Regions from separate parts of the Mus musculus genome. Here region 1 is linked to region 2. Evidence: chromatin contacts called from public HiChIP or PLAC-seq data. All regions are on one chromosome and are shown on one strand. The core of a region is the stretch at or near the end of the contact, and the rest is flanking DNA. Distances in the headings are between cores, read along the strand shown. Region 1 overlaps Runx2 (runt related transcription factor 2). Region 2 has its middle 26 kb from the start of Runx2os3.

What was found. HiChIP or PLAC-seq counts read pairs in DNA pulled down with a chosen protein or histone mark.
Region 1: a contact with region 2 is called in a CTCF HiChIP or PLAC-seq map of the NIH/3T3 cell line, with 19 read pairs. The contact joins two enhancer-like sites. A contact is called at or near these places in 1 of 15 datasets of contacts at CTCF or cohesin (the NIH/3T3 cell line), 3 of 115 datasets of contacts at active chromatin or transcription factors (the HPC-7 cell line, embryonic stem cells and pancreatic cancer cells) and 1 of 9 other capture datasets (embryonic stem cells).

The regions. Positions count from the first base shown.
Region 1 is chr17:44,708,003-44,712,478 of GRCm38.p6, forward strand. The region is part of intron 3 of Runx2 (runt related transcription factor 2); the gene reads right to left. Among named protein-coding and RNA genes, the nearest start is that of Runx2, 26 kb to the right of the region's middle. Within about 2 kb of position 2,014, at least 161 of the 459 cell types and tissues checked have an H3K27ac peak or open chromatin away from gene starts, as enhancers often do. A contact at or near this core is called in the NIH/3T3 cell line and pancreatic cancer cells, where this site is marked.
Region 2 is chr17:44,585,919-44,590,418 of GRCm38.p6, forward strand. It overlaps a transcript of Runx2 not described here. Among named protein-coding and RNA genes, the nearest start is that of Runx2os3, 26 kb to the left of the region's middle. Within about 2 kb of position 2,258, at least 49 of the 459 cell types and tissues checked have an H3K27ac peak or open chromatin away from gene starts, as enhancers often do. A contact at or near this core is called in the NIH/3T3 cell line and pancreatic cancer cells, where this site is marked.

The sequences.
Region 1 (4,476 bases), core at 764-3,263, 120 kb after region 2:
CCTCTACTCCAGCCAGTAATGGCCTGGGAGTCTTAACTCAAAGGACTACCTAGGAGTGTGGATCTCAGATAGATGGATCACCTCTAGTACTTCGCGGAAGCCGGCTCACCCAACTGCTGACATTCAGAAACAAAAACTGAGCACCAACTACCCTGATGACACCACAGGCTGTCATCAGAGGGAACACAGAAGGACCTAGATTAAGAGAATGGGAAGCAAGGCCAGAATAGTGGGTGACTAGATCAATGACTGTCACCAGTAATGTAAGGTCAGTATAACAGGTTATACCACTGGGGACTAATCCTGAAAGTCTGAAATAAGGGCAAACTAGAATGTCACTCATCAGGAAGTATGGCAACTGCAGTTTAGAACATGTAGACCTTTTTTCTTTACAAGGACAGACAGCATGATTAATTTGTTAAGAAGATTATGAACACTACACTGGTGAATGTAACCAGCAAAAGGAAAGAATTACAGAATGCTTTTCCTCCTCGGAGGGGAAGAGGCGCCATGTGTATCTAGAATAAAACTAGACAAGGAAAATTCTATGGCAGGAAATCTTTGCAAGAGAAGGTAAGTTCAAAATATAGACGCCCCACCACCACAACCACCACAAAAAAAAAAAAAACAAAAAAAAAAACCACTCCTACTTTAAAATTACAGCAGCAGCAACAATAACAAAAACATATTCTGAAGTAGTGTACCAGCCATGAACAGTACACTCAGCCCCCTGTGAGAACCGACCCACAGCCAACGACGGTGCTTAATGCTGGTGTCCGAGGTCTCCAAGAGGAGCAGAGACTTATGATGCGTGCACTCTGGCTGTCTCTGTTTACTTTCTACATCTTACTTGCCAAGACCTTGGCAAGTAGAAATCACTCAGCAATTCTTCCTCTCTGCCTTGAACTCTGCTCCTACAGAAGGAGGTTCCCATCACATTTATTTATTTATTTATTTTGCTCATGAACACAAGCCTGACTTAACTGTTTCTGGAGATGTTATAAGTTAAAGCCTCAACCTTCAATTTTTAACGGAAAGGCTTTGGTCTACTAGCAAATAGGCTTTCAGCACCAGAGAACAGCAGACTAGTAGAGAACAGCAGACTAGTAGAGAGGTTACCAGAAGCACAGGGTAGCCTTTCACTTGCTACTTGGGCGCCACATCATAAAGAGTCTCTTCTTTTAACCATCATTTATAAAGGCCGTATTAATCCTTAAGAACTCAGTGTTTTTATGTTCTCTTTGCTTCCCAAATCACTTCAAAGTCAAGAACAATTACGTTCCCATAAGTTGCCCCAATTAAAACTTACACGTGAATTTTATGTGAAGGGAAAGCCATGCTTCAGTTGACAGCATAAATGTCATCAATATGAAAATCCTACCTAGGAACAATTATGGCCACAAAAAAAAAGTAAAACAATCACTCTCTCTCCCACTATCATCTGTCAGTATAAACTATGCTATACAAATCAAGTAGCCACTGGGTAAAATACTACATGACCCAAAACAGAAGCAAGGGATCTCTCAGTGATCTATCACAAGTTGTTTCTCAGAAGAAAGAAAAGCCATTTTCATAAATAAGAAACCTCCCCATTTTAAAAAAAAATCAATCTTTTTTTTTCAGTCCCTAGCACTATTTTAAGAACAAACCGTTCCTGACCTGAGAAAGTACTGACACATTCGAATGGAGCCTGCGTGTGGATTGAGAACCCTAGAACACACGTATCATTTGAATGCTATATTTAGTTAGAAATAAATCCATCAACTGGGATGGGATGCATGTGGAAAGTGGGCCTCCCCAGCAAGGCTGCTGTTAACTCCAGTCCCAGGCGATGAGAAAGCAAGCCTAGCGGGGGGGGGGGGGGGGGTAGCCAGGGGAGTGCACAGGAGGGACATGAGCATGTTTTAACGGCTGTGATAATTTGCCATGAAAGGATGCTAAGGCCATAGCTCCTTGCTGCAGCATGCCATGCGCTCCTGAATTAAATTACTGCCATGCAGTCTGCTAGCGAAGGAATGTGTAAACAGGCCATATAGCCTTGCATCAGTCCCAGACTCTTGCACAACGCAAAATGCCTCTCGATGTGTCATTTCCTTCTTGGCCACCTTCCCAGCTCCTGACAGTCAGTCAACAACAGAAAGAAAAGTACTGAAAGAGATTTAAAACTGCTCTTCTAGAGAGCACATTCCACCAAATTCTACCAGACACCAGGGCCAACCTCCACCAGCACTGTTTCCTTAAAGAGAGGGGGTGAGTACGGGAAGGGATCTTCCTGCTGTTACTAGAATTTTAAAATAATATTTTATATAGTAGGGGGCCAAATGACTGGCATCTATACCAATCAAGCTGCTCTTTATAGATGCAAGTTTGCAAATATCAAAATATGGAACTTGCCTGTAATTTCCTTTGCTTGGGGACCTTGGAAAACAGTGAGCAAGCCAGGTGAAAATCTAGTAGTCAAATGCTTAGGGCTGAGGAGACGGTCTGATTAGTAAAGGCCTGCTACACAAACCTGAGGCCTGAGTGCAGAGTTCCTCACACCCGCATTAAAGGCTGAGCACAGCAGTGCAGGCCTGAGGTGCCAGGGCTGAGGTGGAAGACCCGTGAAGATCCTAGGGACTCATCTGCAGACTCAGTGAGAGACCTGGCCTCAGAAACGACATTAACCTTTGACCTTCACACAACGCTCACAAATGTGCATGTAGACCCCACACACTTGTGCTATATGCACACACGCACACACATTCATATGTAAGCATGTACACCCACCACCACACAGTTACCTACACATGTGCATGCAGACACACACACACAGACACACACACATACACACTTACATGTGTACATGCACCCCACACACATGTGTGTACATGAATATGTACACACAGACACAGAGAAAGAGAGACAGACAGACAGATAGACTGACAGGCAGGCAGGCAGAGACATAGAGGGAGAACTTAAGGGCTTTTTATTCATGTTTCTCAGGGAAAACTAGACTTCAGGCTACTGGCATCAGTACAGGGCCCAGGAAATGCCTTCATAGACAGCAGGGATGTAGAGATAGGAAGCTCTCCCAGAAACAGCACATAATCTTAAAGTGTTTCTACACTTCATCCATGTGACACAGCTTACCTGTCCCCGCCCACCTCTGTTCACGAGTGACCAGTCTCTAAATACTCATCCACCATTCCTAAGCAAGCAAAAGTCACGGCCAGCCATCAGAAAAAGCTCAAGAAGGATACAAAGTAATGGCAGAGAAGAAGGGTGAGCCATCCCAGATGTTATCTGGAATGAGGAAGAGAAAGCCTTAACCCTCCAGTCCTCTCCAGCACTTCATAGGCCTGGGGGACAGCCCAGAACCCAATAGAGCTACACAAAGAGCAAGGAGACACTGCTTTGACCCCTGCCTTCAGTGTAGTAAGGTAAAACTTCTGCCAGCAGACATGTCTCAGGAATATGGAGGAAGGGCTGGAGGGAAAATTCAGCAGCTAAGAGCACTCACTGGTCTTGCAGAGGACCATGTTGGGGTTCTCAGGCACCCCCACTGGGAAGCTCACAATGACCTGTGACTCCAGCCCCAAAAGCTCCAAAGTCCTTTTCTGGCCTCTGCAAATGCCCACACCCATAGGCTCAGGCCCATACACAGACATGCGCACACACATAAATAAAAATAAATCTTGAAGGAACAACAACAACAACAAAAAAAGAATACAGAGGAATAAAGCCTCTTTAGAGAACAAAATTTGTTGATGCAATTGGGGACCATTGGAAATCTGTAAAACAGGAGGAAGAAGCAGTTTGTCTTCAGGACCCAGGTCACAAGCTACACAAACCACCATACTAAGGCTTCCTTCAAACACAGTGACTTCCCAGACACTGAAGAGAAGAGACGAGCAGAGAGAGGTGGTGCTACCTCCCCGTGCCCTGCACCTGTGGGAAAGGGATTAGAATGCTGAGGCCAAAGCAGGGTTCTCCAGGGCTTCTCCATTCTCCCAACGTGGCAGGGGGAGGTGGCCAGCCACATCGAACAAAGTCCTGCAGGGAGCATAGACTCGGGTATTTTGAATCTCTCCTTGAGAGTAGATGGCTTACTTCCTGGAGGTTCAATGCACAGAAATGCTCAGATGTCCACTCACTCACATATACCTGTTACATGTCAAACATGGATGGCACCAACGATGAGATTTCAGGCTTGGATACTTGTGGATGCATAGTTCTGCTGGGGGATACTGTGCTGCTAAGGCAGCCTTGTAACATCATTTTTTTCCTTCTCTCCTATGGATATTGGTGTGGCTCCCTTTGATATTAATATGCTGATTAATATCAGCACGGCAATGTAATACCCTTTCGCTCACTACATATCCTGGAGATCTGCTTAAGTCACAATGAAGCTGTGACTGTAATGTGGAGTCTCTCCCTGGAACTTTAAGAACTAAGCATGCACACGTGCCTACCACACTTACAGTCTGGGGAGCC
Region 2 (4,500 bases), core at 1,008-3,507:
TCAGTTGTTAAGGACTTAGACTGCCTGGCTGGCTCACACACAGTCTCTCCCTCCATTCAGCCCCCTGAATGCCCTGACTTCACCTGATACCGCTCCAAAGATCTCCGGAGGCTTCTAGATCTAGTTCTAGATTCAATACAGTGTTTCATCTGGGGATGTACACAGGTGGGAAAGGCTGGAGGGAGGGTCCCAGCTTCCTCCTCAATACTGGCCACTAATCCCAGTTCTTGGGGAGAGGTCCCTGAACCATCATCATCTGTGGCTAAAAGAACACCACACCACCCAGCTCAAGGCTTTTACTAAAAGGATCTCTTTGTGTCCTACACTAATTAAAAAGCTGGTGATTACGGTTCCAGGCCGAGGGTGTGGAAAACAGAAAGCCCACCCCCACCCCCACAAACCCAGAGAACCAGTCAATCCATGCCTAAGTCCCATCTCCCAGACAGCCCCCTCCCCTGGCAACAGCGTCAGAGCCTTCACTGGCCATGGTCTCTCTGCTCACAGTGACAGCTGCATAGTATGGGAGAAATTATTTAACACTCTTTCTTTCAGAGGGAAGCTGCCTATTCCTAACTTGGGGTACACATGTGACTTCTTTGACCAATGTAATATGGAGAAAGTAAGTCAGGTGACCTCTGAGGAATTGTCATATGGTTTTTCTGGGACATTTGTTCTAGAGGTCCACCACGGAAGCAGTCTAATAGAAGGCTCTATGTCAGCTGTGGCCCTCCTTCAGTCATCTCTGCCCAGGTACTTAGCAGTGACTGAAGATTCCTCAGAAGATTCTAGTCGCAACTTTCAAGCACCCTTCTCTCTCTCTGTGTCCCTCCTCCTTCCTCCTGCCCCCTTCTTGGTGTATGTGTGCATGTGTGCTGGTGTGCTGTGTACAGATGTGCAGGTGTGCTCAGGTATGTATGGAAGTCTGATGACAACATCGGGTGTCTTCCTTTAGGAATGTCATCTACCTTCTTTGAGACAGTCTTTTACCGGCCTGAAGCTCAGCATGAGGCCAGGCCTGGCTGGGGATCTTCACATCACTGCCTCTCCAGTGCTAGGATAACACGCACCAACATGCCTAGCTTTGGGGAAAAAAAATAGGACCGCTTCAAAAAGAGTTCGGGTCTTCAGGTCAAGCAGTATTTACACCCGTGCTATGTTCGTTCAAATCCGTGACCCTCAGAACCTGTGAGCATTAGATATTGCTTTTATCCTAACTGGATAAAAAGCTCAGAGGAAGAGAAAGCAAAGCCTCGATCTCATAGAATCCAGGCTCCATGATCCGCTGCTGAACAGGAAAACTTGAATTCCATAGACCAAAATGCCCTCACTCCTTGTCCCTACATCGATTCCCCGGGTTAGCTGGAAAGGGGGAGTCAATGTTGGTCACACATAAAATTATCTGCAGTAGACCTGGCCGTAGAGGGAAAGAGTCAGCCAGGAAAAACAGACTTTCTATATTTTTTAAACTTTATTGTTTAGAACTTTGTCCTTTAAAATAATTTTTTTACTCTAAAAACAAATTGCTGCGAAGAGAGAGGACTCTTCTGCAACTTGGGAGATTTTCATGTTGATATCTGTTAATATTTTAATTGGACCTGCTTATTTGTTTAATGTTTTCCTTTGTTTCTTAGGCTAACCTGTCCCTTTCTGGCCAGTCCACATTCCTTAGGGTCACGTGGAATATATTATGCCCAAAGTCACTTGATGTGAAACCATGACACACATCCTTTAGGGCCTTCGACATCTCTGAAGCAGGCAGAGGAGCCTGGGATAAAGGGATCTGCCAAGATGTCATTTAAACGTGTATAATTGACCAGCATCACTGGGCTCCTTGTGGTCATTTATAAATTGGGCTTAACGATTTCTAAGATTTCCTTTTGTAACATGTCAGAATGAAGCCTGCATTCATCATGTGTTTGTTCTACAGCCAGGTACCACATATACCTTTGAGATCATTTCATGTATTCTTTAAGGGGGAAAAAAATCCGTGAGAACCACATACCCGTGGCTCTTATGAGGACGTGAGACCTGGCGAGGTGACCCCCATAACTGGAGCTGGGAGTGGGTTAGAACTGTGCATTCAGCATGGGCACCGCCAGAAGATGCTGAATCTCCTTTCTACCTTGTTTCCCAGTCCTGTGCCTTGTGTTCCAAATCTTGCAGAATCTCATTCCGTGGTCGGTAATCTGCCATGGTTAGAAGGGAAGGTCCAAACTGCATTCCTATGCGCTCTCATCAGCTGCTTTGACTGCTGAGAAACAATAGCCTCTTTCTCTGGAGTCTCTCTTTCTGCTTCCCTGAAAAGGTGGCTCTTTGGACCCTGCTGAGTGTCTGAGTGACAGCAGGCCAGCCCTGCCAACCCAACTGCCTCTAGGTGCCCAAGGCATTTCTAGAGGAATCCTGCCACCCAGCTCTTACCTGCAGAGCTTGAAACTGTTAAGGGGTGTACACTGTTATTGTCTCCTTAATAAGGTCCCTCAACTATTTGACACCTACTTATTAGTTCATCGAAGGACTCAAGGGAGCAAATAATGAGTCCTTTATCAAAACACTCGGGACCCATTCATTTCCACATAGCACAGGCCTTTTGCATTACAGAGATAGCTCTTGCCCTTGTACTCTGATGAAGGGATGTCTGGCTGGGTAGGGGTGCTTCCTCCTTCAGCTCTCTTTTCCCTGCACATCTGTAACTGATACTACAGGGGTAGTTATTAAGTGTTCAAGTCCCAGGAAGCTCTGACATGGATCATTGAGAACGGACTTTCACAGGGATTCAACTACAAGGGGCAGTTGTTTCTCCTGCCATAACTCAAGGCTGGCTCATGTGACAGACTCTGACCAACATGAGCACAGTAGAAGTAGTCTTCGCTCCAGAGGAGACCTTAAAGGTCTAGAGTTTCTATCTTTGTGCTTCTTGGAAACCTTTACCATGAAGGAACTCTGACAACCCTAAGACCACCACAGTGTGTGGAATTCCAGGCATGAGGAGAAGAGGAAGATGAGGAGAAGGAGAAGGGAGGAGAAAGAAAAGGAGGAGGGGAAGGAAGAGGAGAAATGAAGATTGAAAAGGAGGAGGAACAGGGGTGGGGGGTGAGGGGAGGAGAAAGATCCTATTAAGAACTAGGCCCATCCCATAAGAGAAAGCTTCTTGGATTTGCCAGTCCAGCCTCAGCTGAATACAGCCAAGAACAAGACAATAGCAAAATCCCCTGTGGTGCAAAACCACCCTGTTGAGCTCTGCCAACAACCCTGACCCACAGAGCTGAACTGTTAAAAATACATGGCTGCTGTTTGAGACCACTAAGCCATGATGTAATTTCATAGTTAGCACTAGGTACAACGTAATCGTAATGGATTGTCACATTACGATTACGTACATACAGGTCAGCCTACATTCACCATGTCAGAGCAACCAGGGTCAAAGACAGGATGCCTTTGCAGAGGAGGGGCCCGGTGGCTTGTGGGAGTAGCTGGATGAATACAAGGATGATAAAGGGGGAGAAAATTCTACAGGACGTTACTTATAGGCTTCCTAGCATGTGTCTTAAACAGTCATAAGATTTACCAATTTTTTTTTTCAGTTGCAACCACCTACTGCTTTAGATATGGGGAGTTAGTCTGAGTTTGGCCCAAAGTGATCTGCTATAAGACTATTTCAAAGTCCTATTTGTTTTTACAAATCCTATGAATTTCATAGTGCATATTTAAACATAAAAATGATCGAAGTCACTAACCTATTAAATGATTAAACTTTACTGGTCCCAACGGTCTATTACACCCTCCCTAGACCACAAAGACCCCTCCCCTTGGGGCTAAACAACTGGAATCTTTCTAAGGGTCTAGGCCACCTCTGGCTTCTGTATTCTACATTCCTGTTTCAGTCTCATCCTGAAGCCATCCTTAGATCCGTAAGGATCCCAACAAGAGAGACCACCTCCTACCTGTTCAGATGGGGGCTAATAGCAATCCAGTCCTGTCTCACGGTGTCCATCCCACAGAGGCATAGAGTGTTTGAAAGGAAATCTAAGGCCGTACTTCATCTTTTAGGAACACACTTACGGGCTCCACCAACTTTTTTTTTTTTTTAATCTTAAAGCAGAAAATTCACATTCTTACCTATAGCTTATGTAGATACATTGCCACTTGGAAGCAAAATTGAAGGAAGCCTTTCTTATTGTTTGCCATTTTAAAACGATTACCCTGTGGGACAATATGGATTGAAGTCTGGATTGAAAAAGGTAGCAGTCAGCATCCCAGGGAGGGCTTTTTCTAGATCTGGGTCAGGCTGCTCCCCCTGCCCAACTTGCAAGCTGGGGCTGCCTGGTGCCAGATTTGGATATCTCCCAACACAAACGAAAGAAGTAAGATGCGTCCTGGGATAGGGGTGTGCGCTAGAGACTGGGAATGTGGAGGGTTTGAAAGATTCTGGGTCTCCTGCTGAGGAGTAGCTTCCATAGAAAATGATTCCCACTCCACCGCCACCCAAGGGCCTCAAAGGCT